Regions from separate parts of the Mus musculus genome. Here region 1 is linked to region 2. The links are chromatin contacts, called in public HiChIP or PLAC-seq maps. All regions are on one chromosome and are shown on one strand. Each heading gives the region's core, a stretch centred on a gene start, on an enhancer-like site or on the middle of the called end of the contact. The rest is flanking DNA. Distances are from core to core; before and after follow the strand shown. Region 1 overlaps Sufu (SUFU negative regulator of hedgehog signaling). Region 2 overlaps Elovl3 (elongation of very long chain fatty acids (FEN1/Elo2, SUR4/Elo3, yeast)-like 3).

Evidence for each region. HiChIP or PLAC-seq counts read pairs in DNA pulled down with a chosen protein or histone mark.
Region 1: a contact with region 2 is called in an HNF4G HiChIP or PLAC-seq map of pancreatic cancer cells. The contact joins two enhancer-like sites. A contact is called at or near these places in 2 of 39 promoter capture datasets (embryonic stem cells and hematopoietic stem and progenitor cells), 1 of 484 Hi-C or Micro-C datasets (the CH12 cell line), 4 of 115 datasets of contacts at active chromatin or transcription factors (astrocytes, embryonic midbrain, microglia and 1 more) and 3 of 9 other capture datasets (embryonic stem cells, liver and macrophages).

What each region holds. Positions count from the first base shown.
Region 1 is chr19:46,478,028-46,481,561 of GRCm38.p6, forward strand. All of the region lies in intron 10 of Sufu (SUFU negative regulator of hedgehog signaling), which reads left to right. Among named protein-coding and RNA genes, the nearest start is that of Trim8, 22 kb to the right of the region's middle. Within about 2 kb of position 1,469, at least 170 of the 459 cell types and tissues checked have an H3K27ac peak or open chromatin away from gene starts, as enhancers often do. A contact at or near this core is called in liver and pancreatic cancer cells, where this site is marked.
Region 2 is chr19:46,134,547-46,137,700 of GRCm38.p6, forward strand. It overlaps Elovl3 (elongation of very long chain fatty acids (FEN1/Elo2, SUR4/Elo3, yeast)-like 3), which reads left to right. Exons shown (of 4, transcript NM_007703.2): 4 at 1-1,148. The coding sequence ends at 256. It overlaps Pitx3 (paired-like homeodomain transcription factor 3), which reads right to left. Exons shown (of 4, transcript NM_008852.4): 2 at 2,819-2,948; 3 at 2,437-2,639; 4 at 1,139-2,059. The coding sequence starts at 2,936. The coding sequence ends at 1,472. Among named protein-coding and RNA genes, the nearest start is that of Elovl3, 4.2 kb to the left of the region's middle. Within about 2 kb of position 1,660, at least 119 of the 459 cell types and tissues checked have an H3K27ac peak or open chromatin away from gene starts, as enhancers often do. A contact at or near this core is called in liver and pancreatic cancer cells, where this site is marked.

The DNA of each region.
Region 1 (3,534 bases), core at 219-2,718, 340 kb after region 2:
GGTCACAGGCAGCTCCCGGGCTTGTGAGAACCAGGCTTACAATGACTTATGGGCCTCTCGATTGCTTCTGAAGGGCCAACTGTCTCCCCAGGAATCTATCGAACTTCTGGAAACCTGGGGTTCCACTCAAAGTCACAGATCAAACCCCACTATGCCAAGAAAGGGCCCAGGGAAACGCCGGCACCCAGAGCGCCGAGCCTGCTGTCACAGGCTGCTTTCTGCCACTCCCAGGGTCTGCAGTGCCTCCTGAGCCTCTGCTCAGACCTGAGTGCAGGTGGACGAGCAGGAGGCAGCTGAGGACTGCAGGCATAGGGTACAGAGAGAGCCAGCCCTCTGTCCCTTGGCTGCTTGAACCATCCCTGTAAGTCACAGCTGGAGTGGGAGGGCCAAGGAGACTGTCTTGCATCAGCCTTCAGCAGCCTTCCGAGAGCTCACTCCCTGCTTGGCCCCTTGTTCTGGCCACCAGCCCAGGGAAAGGCAAGGCCAAGGCATCTGTCCTCTCAGTGCCGGGGAAGGGGAGGCTAAGGGAGCCAGAGCCCTTTGCAGAGCTGGTGGGACGGCCTCAGATGGGCTTCCATAGACATCTCATCCTGGACTGCCACATGGTCCCCCAATTCCTACTAGCTCAGGAGGACTCAAGGTACTCTGGAGGGCAGATGTAAACTCACACACAGGGATGCTGCGAAGGCAAGATCTTTCCAGAGTAGAGGCATGGCCTCATCCATCCTACTTCGTGTAAGCCAAGTCCAGAGCTTTATGAGAGGTCTCCAGACCCCGGAACAGGCCAGTGTCCCTTCCTAGCCCTGGCACTCTTCGCTGGGGGCTGTGGCAGGCTTCCCCCTTGGCCTGTTGACTCTGAGTTGCCAGTCTTCTGAGCAGAGCCCCGCCCAAAGCTGAGTCAGTTTCCGACATAAGTTCTTAGCCAGAGCTATCTGCAGGAGAGACACTTCAGTCCCAGAGGTCGCTGAAAGGTCATATGACCAAACATGAGATTATTTTTTTTTTTAGGCCTTGCAATGCTTTCTCAGCTGTGTGGTGTCTGATAGCTCACCCAGGTGGTGCTCTTAGTCCCAGCCACTCCCTAGCAGCCCAATGGGAGGTCCTGGCTTGGGAGAAGACGCCTCCCAGCTGTTCCCTGTGGGAAACCTCTGCTGAACTGTATCCCAGCCCAGGAACAGGCTTCCCAGATCTCTCCAGCCTGTCTTCTTCCGTCCCCATATACACCTTTGGATGTGGTGTAGAAGCCAACCTGGGAGTCCCCTGCCCGGCCCCTGGCCCTCCCTTTCTGGTGCCTACCGTTTCTCCTTCCGGTGGGCCTGCCTATACCTGGTCTCCTTTGGAGATCTTGCCTTGGGCCGTCTCCAGACCTCTTTGTTCAGTCCAGTGCCTATTACGTTGCAGAGCAAACTGTAATTCCCCACTGTGTCGACAGAGCAGGAGTCTCAGCCTGCTCCTGGCCACCAAAGCCAACTTCTCACCACCCACCCAGAGCAGGAAATGAGCGAGCGCCCCCACCACTCACAAGCACATGCCTCGCCTCGGCCCCTCCCAGGACGGGAGTGTCTGCCTCAATGTGGGGAAGGGGAGCAGCCGACAGGAGCCCTTGCTGGGCTCCACCTCGATGCCCTCATGGGTGCCAGGGCTGCTCCTTGGCAGGCCATGCCTCTGTAAAGAGCACACTTCCTTCCTGGAGAAGAGGAAAGGGAGGGAAAGAAAGCCAAGCTTGCTGGGGAGCAGAACAACATGTCAACACACGGAGCAAACAGGGCCCCAAGACAAAGTGTGGATTGTCATCACACCGAGGGAAGGCATGGGCACTGTCAGCCACTTAGAAATCCGTTGACCGCAGACCTTGGAATGAGTGTCAGATTTGTGGCGGTTCAGTCCCCGCCTGCAGCACAGCCGGGCCTGCCCGGGGCAGGCACCAACAAAAGATCACTTTTCAGGTTCCTTTCTGGAACTTGCTGGAACCTGGAGAATTGAGAGGTTGTTGACAATCCTTTCTCACCGCCAATGAGCCAGGCTGTCTGACTGCACTGCACAGGTCCTGTGATGGGAGCCCACTGGAGTGAGCTCTGAACCTTGGCTCCAGACCCTCTCTCCAGCTGACCAGGCCCTCACAATCAGTCACCCAGAGGTAGAGCTGCAGTGGGGAGCTGCTGGTTCACACTCTTCTCAGCCCTCCTCCTCTGGGCTCTTCCTAGCACTTCCTCCCCCTATGCGCTCTCAGGGTGCCTTGTGAAAATGCAGGTGTTTTTGCATTGCCTTGGGTAGACTGTTGTCCAGAGTGAGAGCATGTTGCCCAGCACATGTGTTCTCCAGAGCCCTCCAAGGGAACATGTTACTCAGAATGGTCCAGGGGCCCTTCCTCTCTCCTTAGAGGGTCTCCATCCTCCAAGGGCTCTTTGAGCGAAACCCTCAGTGCTTTGTCCCGGTTCTTCAGACAAGCATAATAGAGTGCAGCGAGTGTTGGGATGGTTTGTCATTGCTGCCGATGTTTCTAGACGAGGGGAACTGTTAAAATGTGTGGACTCAGAATGAAGTGTGGTCCTATAGGTCTCTTTAATCCCAGTGCTTGGGAGGCAGAGGCAGGAGGATCTCTGTGAGTTTGAGACCAGCCTGGGTGTGTGTGTGTGTGATACTCTGCTTCCAGCCCTGTTGGAATGCGCAGATACACTCCTGACTGGGTTGAGGGTACTGTTCTTCCTGGTCATTGGTAAAAGCTACCATCACCTCCCCCATCAGAAAGAGGAGAGCCCTGAGTATACACATCTCTAGAGTGGGCACACCTTCCGCAAACAGGAAAAGAGCATGCTCCGTCGCCACCAGGTAGGCACTGTTCTGAAGTCAGGAAGACTGCCTTCCTTCTCCGCACCCAGTCATCTATCAGCAAGCACATTGAGAACTAGACTTGCCTCCCTTGCAAGCCCATAACAGGACCCAAGGAAGAGATACAGGTTAACACTTAGTGCAGGTTCCTGCAGATAAGGCAGAAACTACTGGAATGATCCTCGAGGTTCCTATTCTTGTGGCAGAGGCCAGCTGCTCTAAGTGGACAGTTTGCTTCAGAAGCTGCAAGGCCTAGACCTGCACAGGCTTTTCCCACAGTGACCTCACAACGGCGAGTCTGTTCCCAGTGAGGGCTCCCAGGAGCTGCTCCATCATAGCTGTCTATCTCCAGGATCCTGTTGATAAGATCTGTTAACATTCTCAGCTCCAGCTCTGAAATATACAAAGAACAGGGTCTGTTTGTTCAGTCCAAGCTTCTAAGGTTTAACTCCCAAAGGAAATTAAATCAGGTGCCCGGAGCTACGACAGTCTGTCGTGTTTCTGTGCAGAGAATGTCACCCTTAATATTATGTGGATCTCATGTATAATTTTTCCCTTTAATTCTTTTAAAACAATGTGGTTTCCAGCAGAAACCAGCAAATCTTGAAAAGTGAAAATGAAGGCACAGCTAGGATTTGTCCCCGTCTCGGGGGCTTGTCACCCCTCCCCCAGCAGAGTACAAAATGAAGTCCACACACAGATGGA
Region 2 (3,154 bases), core at 410-2,909:
TATGAAGGCTGCCAAACTGAAGCATCCTAATCTTCTCCCCATGGTCATCACCAGCCTGCAGATTCTGCAGATGGTTCTGGGCACCATCTTTGGCATACTGAATTACATCTGGAGGCAGGAGAAAGGATGCCACACAACAACGGAACACTTCTTCTGGTCTTTTATGCTATATGGGACCTATTTCATCCTATTCGCTCACTTCTTCCACCGAGCCTACCTCAGGCCCAAGGGCAAAGTTGCATCCAAGAGCCAATGAGAGTAGGAAAGAAAGATGGAGCCTCAGCCGTTCCTCCGTGGCACTAAGGGTATGGGAGAATGATTAGGGTACCTCCCTGTATGGTTTCCCCCATGGGATATGTACCCTCAAAGTTGCAGGAAGCTATGACAACCAAGAAATGTCACCCTTGGGGATAGGGGGTGTGTGGTTTGGTACTTTGATGTTTCTGTCTTTAATGTGAAGGAAAACCAAGCCCTAGGAAGGAGATAGGACTGAGGTCCTTAAAATGGAGTTATTTATATTTATATTTAGAAATCTTTCTCTTCTTGCTCTATTTTTAAAAGAGGTCAACATGATCTTGAGGATTTGTGGACTTGGAGGGGAGGGGAGAGTGGACTGACTCTGTGGTAGGAGGAGGCTGACTCTGGGGAGTGAGTGATCTGCAGGGGGGGAGCCTGAGGGTGTGTGGAAGGACAGAGGCACACACAAACACTCAATAAGAATTCTAGGCCTGGTAGGCGCTTAATAAATGTCTTTTACAGACTAGAAGTTTATTGCTGTTAGAGACCCAAGCCTCTGAAAGGAACAGTGAGAAACAAGTCCTAAAATCATAGGCTAAACTGCAGAAGAGATCGCTGCGTGGAAGCACGGGTGACCAGACCTACCGGCTGTCCTCCCAGAGACCACCAGGTGGCGTCGCAGCACCAGCAGAGAACGATCCCTGTCAGCTAGCTGGTCACACCAAGCTTCATACTCCTTTTACTCCAGGAGACCCTGCTTCCCTATCCTGGAGGAAAGGAGTGAGACGGCAACCTTAGAAGCCTGGACGCTCACTCGGTTCCTGTACATCCAGCTGTCCTTTTGGACAATGGGAAGGATGAAGGGAAGGAGGGCTCAACCGCAAGTCTGAATCATCAGGCCTTTGACAGTCCGCGCACGTTTATTTCATTGATCTTTGAAAATGGGATAGGGGGAGTCTGGAGAAGGCGGGGTGAGCCAAGGGTGAATTGGCCCTGGGGGAGCTGGTCCCTGTTCCTGGCCTTAGTCCTAGGGGCGCGGTCTCCGCATAGGGGTCAGACCACCGCTCGGGGGCTGCGAGGGAAAAGGCCCTCTTCGAAGCCCGCGGCCTCTTCCCGGGTGCTCTGGCACCCCTTTCAGACCCTGGGACGAGGGCAAGCCAGTCTAGGCGACCCCTGTCCGGAGAGGCTGTGAATTACTGCCCCGCCCTCGGGGATGGATCCACAGACCTGCGGCTCACACCGGCCGTTCCACGGCGTACTGGCAGGGGCTAAGGTTAGCGGCCGGCGGCGGCCCGGGCACGGCGGGATAGCTGAAAGAGGCGTGCTGCTTGGCTTTGAGCCGCAGGCTAGCCAGGCTCGAGTTACACGGGTCCCGGTATACATAGGGGGAGGAGGCGGCTGCAGCGGCGGCTGCGGCGGCCGAGGCGTAAGGGCAGGACACTGCCCCGGAGGACACGGCGGCTGGAGCCAGCCCGGGGGGTGCCCCGCCCAGGCCCTGCAAGGCTCCGGGACCTGGTACGGTGCCCGGGGCAGCGGCGGCCGAGGGCACCATAGAAGCGGCGATGGAGCTGGGCGGTGAGAATACAGGCTGTGAAGCCAGAGGCCCCACGTTGACCGAGTTGAAGGCGAACGGGAAGGTCTTGGCGGCGAGCGGCGGGGCGAGAGCCTTGGGCGGCCAGTTGCCGTACGAGTAGCCCGGGTACACCTCCTCGTAGGGTGGCACCAGGCCCCCGAGCGGGGCTGCGAAGCCACCTTTGCACAGCTCCGCCTGCTGGCTGCGCTCCCGCTTCCGCCACTTGGCGCGCCGGTTCTTGAACCACACCTGCGGGTATCCGAGAAAGGCTGTCAGGAGGTGGAGTGGCTGGGGACTGGGCCACCCACAGTAGGATCGAGCCCGGGCGGGGAAGATCAGAGGTGCATGGTGGATGCAGGCTGGAAGGGAGGAGCGCACCGAGCCTGGGGGCCAGAGAAGTGAAGCCAGGGGCCGCAGGGTTTGGGGGAACAGCTCGGGATCAAAGAGAGATGAGGGGAAGGTAGAGCCTTGGTCCCAGCCGAGGAATCGAGTGATGGGGGTGGCAGGCAAGGCAGCAGGAGGGTGGGGAACTGGGCCCGACGTGGCACCGGCCCCGCAGAGTCACCAGCTACTTGGGATGGGGGGTGGGGGGCACGAGAGCGAGGTGCGCGCAGGTGGGGCCATACCCGCACGCGGGCCTCAGTGAGGTTGGTCCACACCGCGATCTCTTCGCGGGTGCTCATGTCAGGGTAGCGATTCCTCTGGAAGGTGGCCTCCAGCTCCTGCAGCTGCTGGCTGGTGAAGTGCGTGCGCTGCCGCCGCTGCTTCTTCTTCAGAGAGCCGTCCTCGGGGGAGCCCCCCGGCAGTGAGGCCGAGGCCTTCTCCGAGTCTGAGGGCCAGAATGTGGCAGGTCATAGGGCGCTAGGGCCTGTGCGGAGTCTCTGGTTCAGGGGCCTCAAGGAATTCCTCAGCCCCTGGCTGGCTCCCGCTCAGGTTATCACTCTCGCTCCCACCCCGCATCAAGGCTAAACTGTTTTCTCCTCCACCCCCAGAAGGGGGCGCGCTCACCACTGTGCTCCTGCCCCTTGCAGCCATGTTCTGGAAGCGGAGGGTGTGGAGTGCCTGCGTCCGATAACGACAGCGCAGGGCTTCGCGCCTCTGCCTCACCAAGCAGCCCAAACTCCATGGAGGGAGGTCTCTAGTAGAGGAAAGAGAAGACATATGTCAGGTTAATAGAAGTAAAGATCAGGGGCTTAGGGATACCCTGATGTGGTGCGTGCCTGTGACCCTAGTACTCAAGAGGCAGAAACAGGAAGATCTTCACTCTACAGTGTGTACCTGGTCAACCAAGAACACACGGTGAGACACACAGTCTTAAACAAACAAACAAACAAACAAACAACA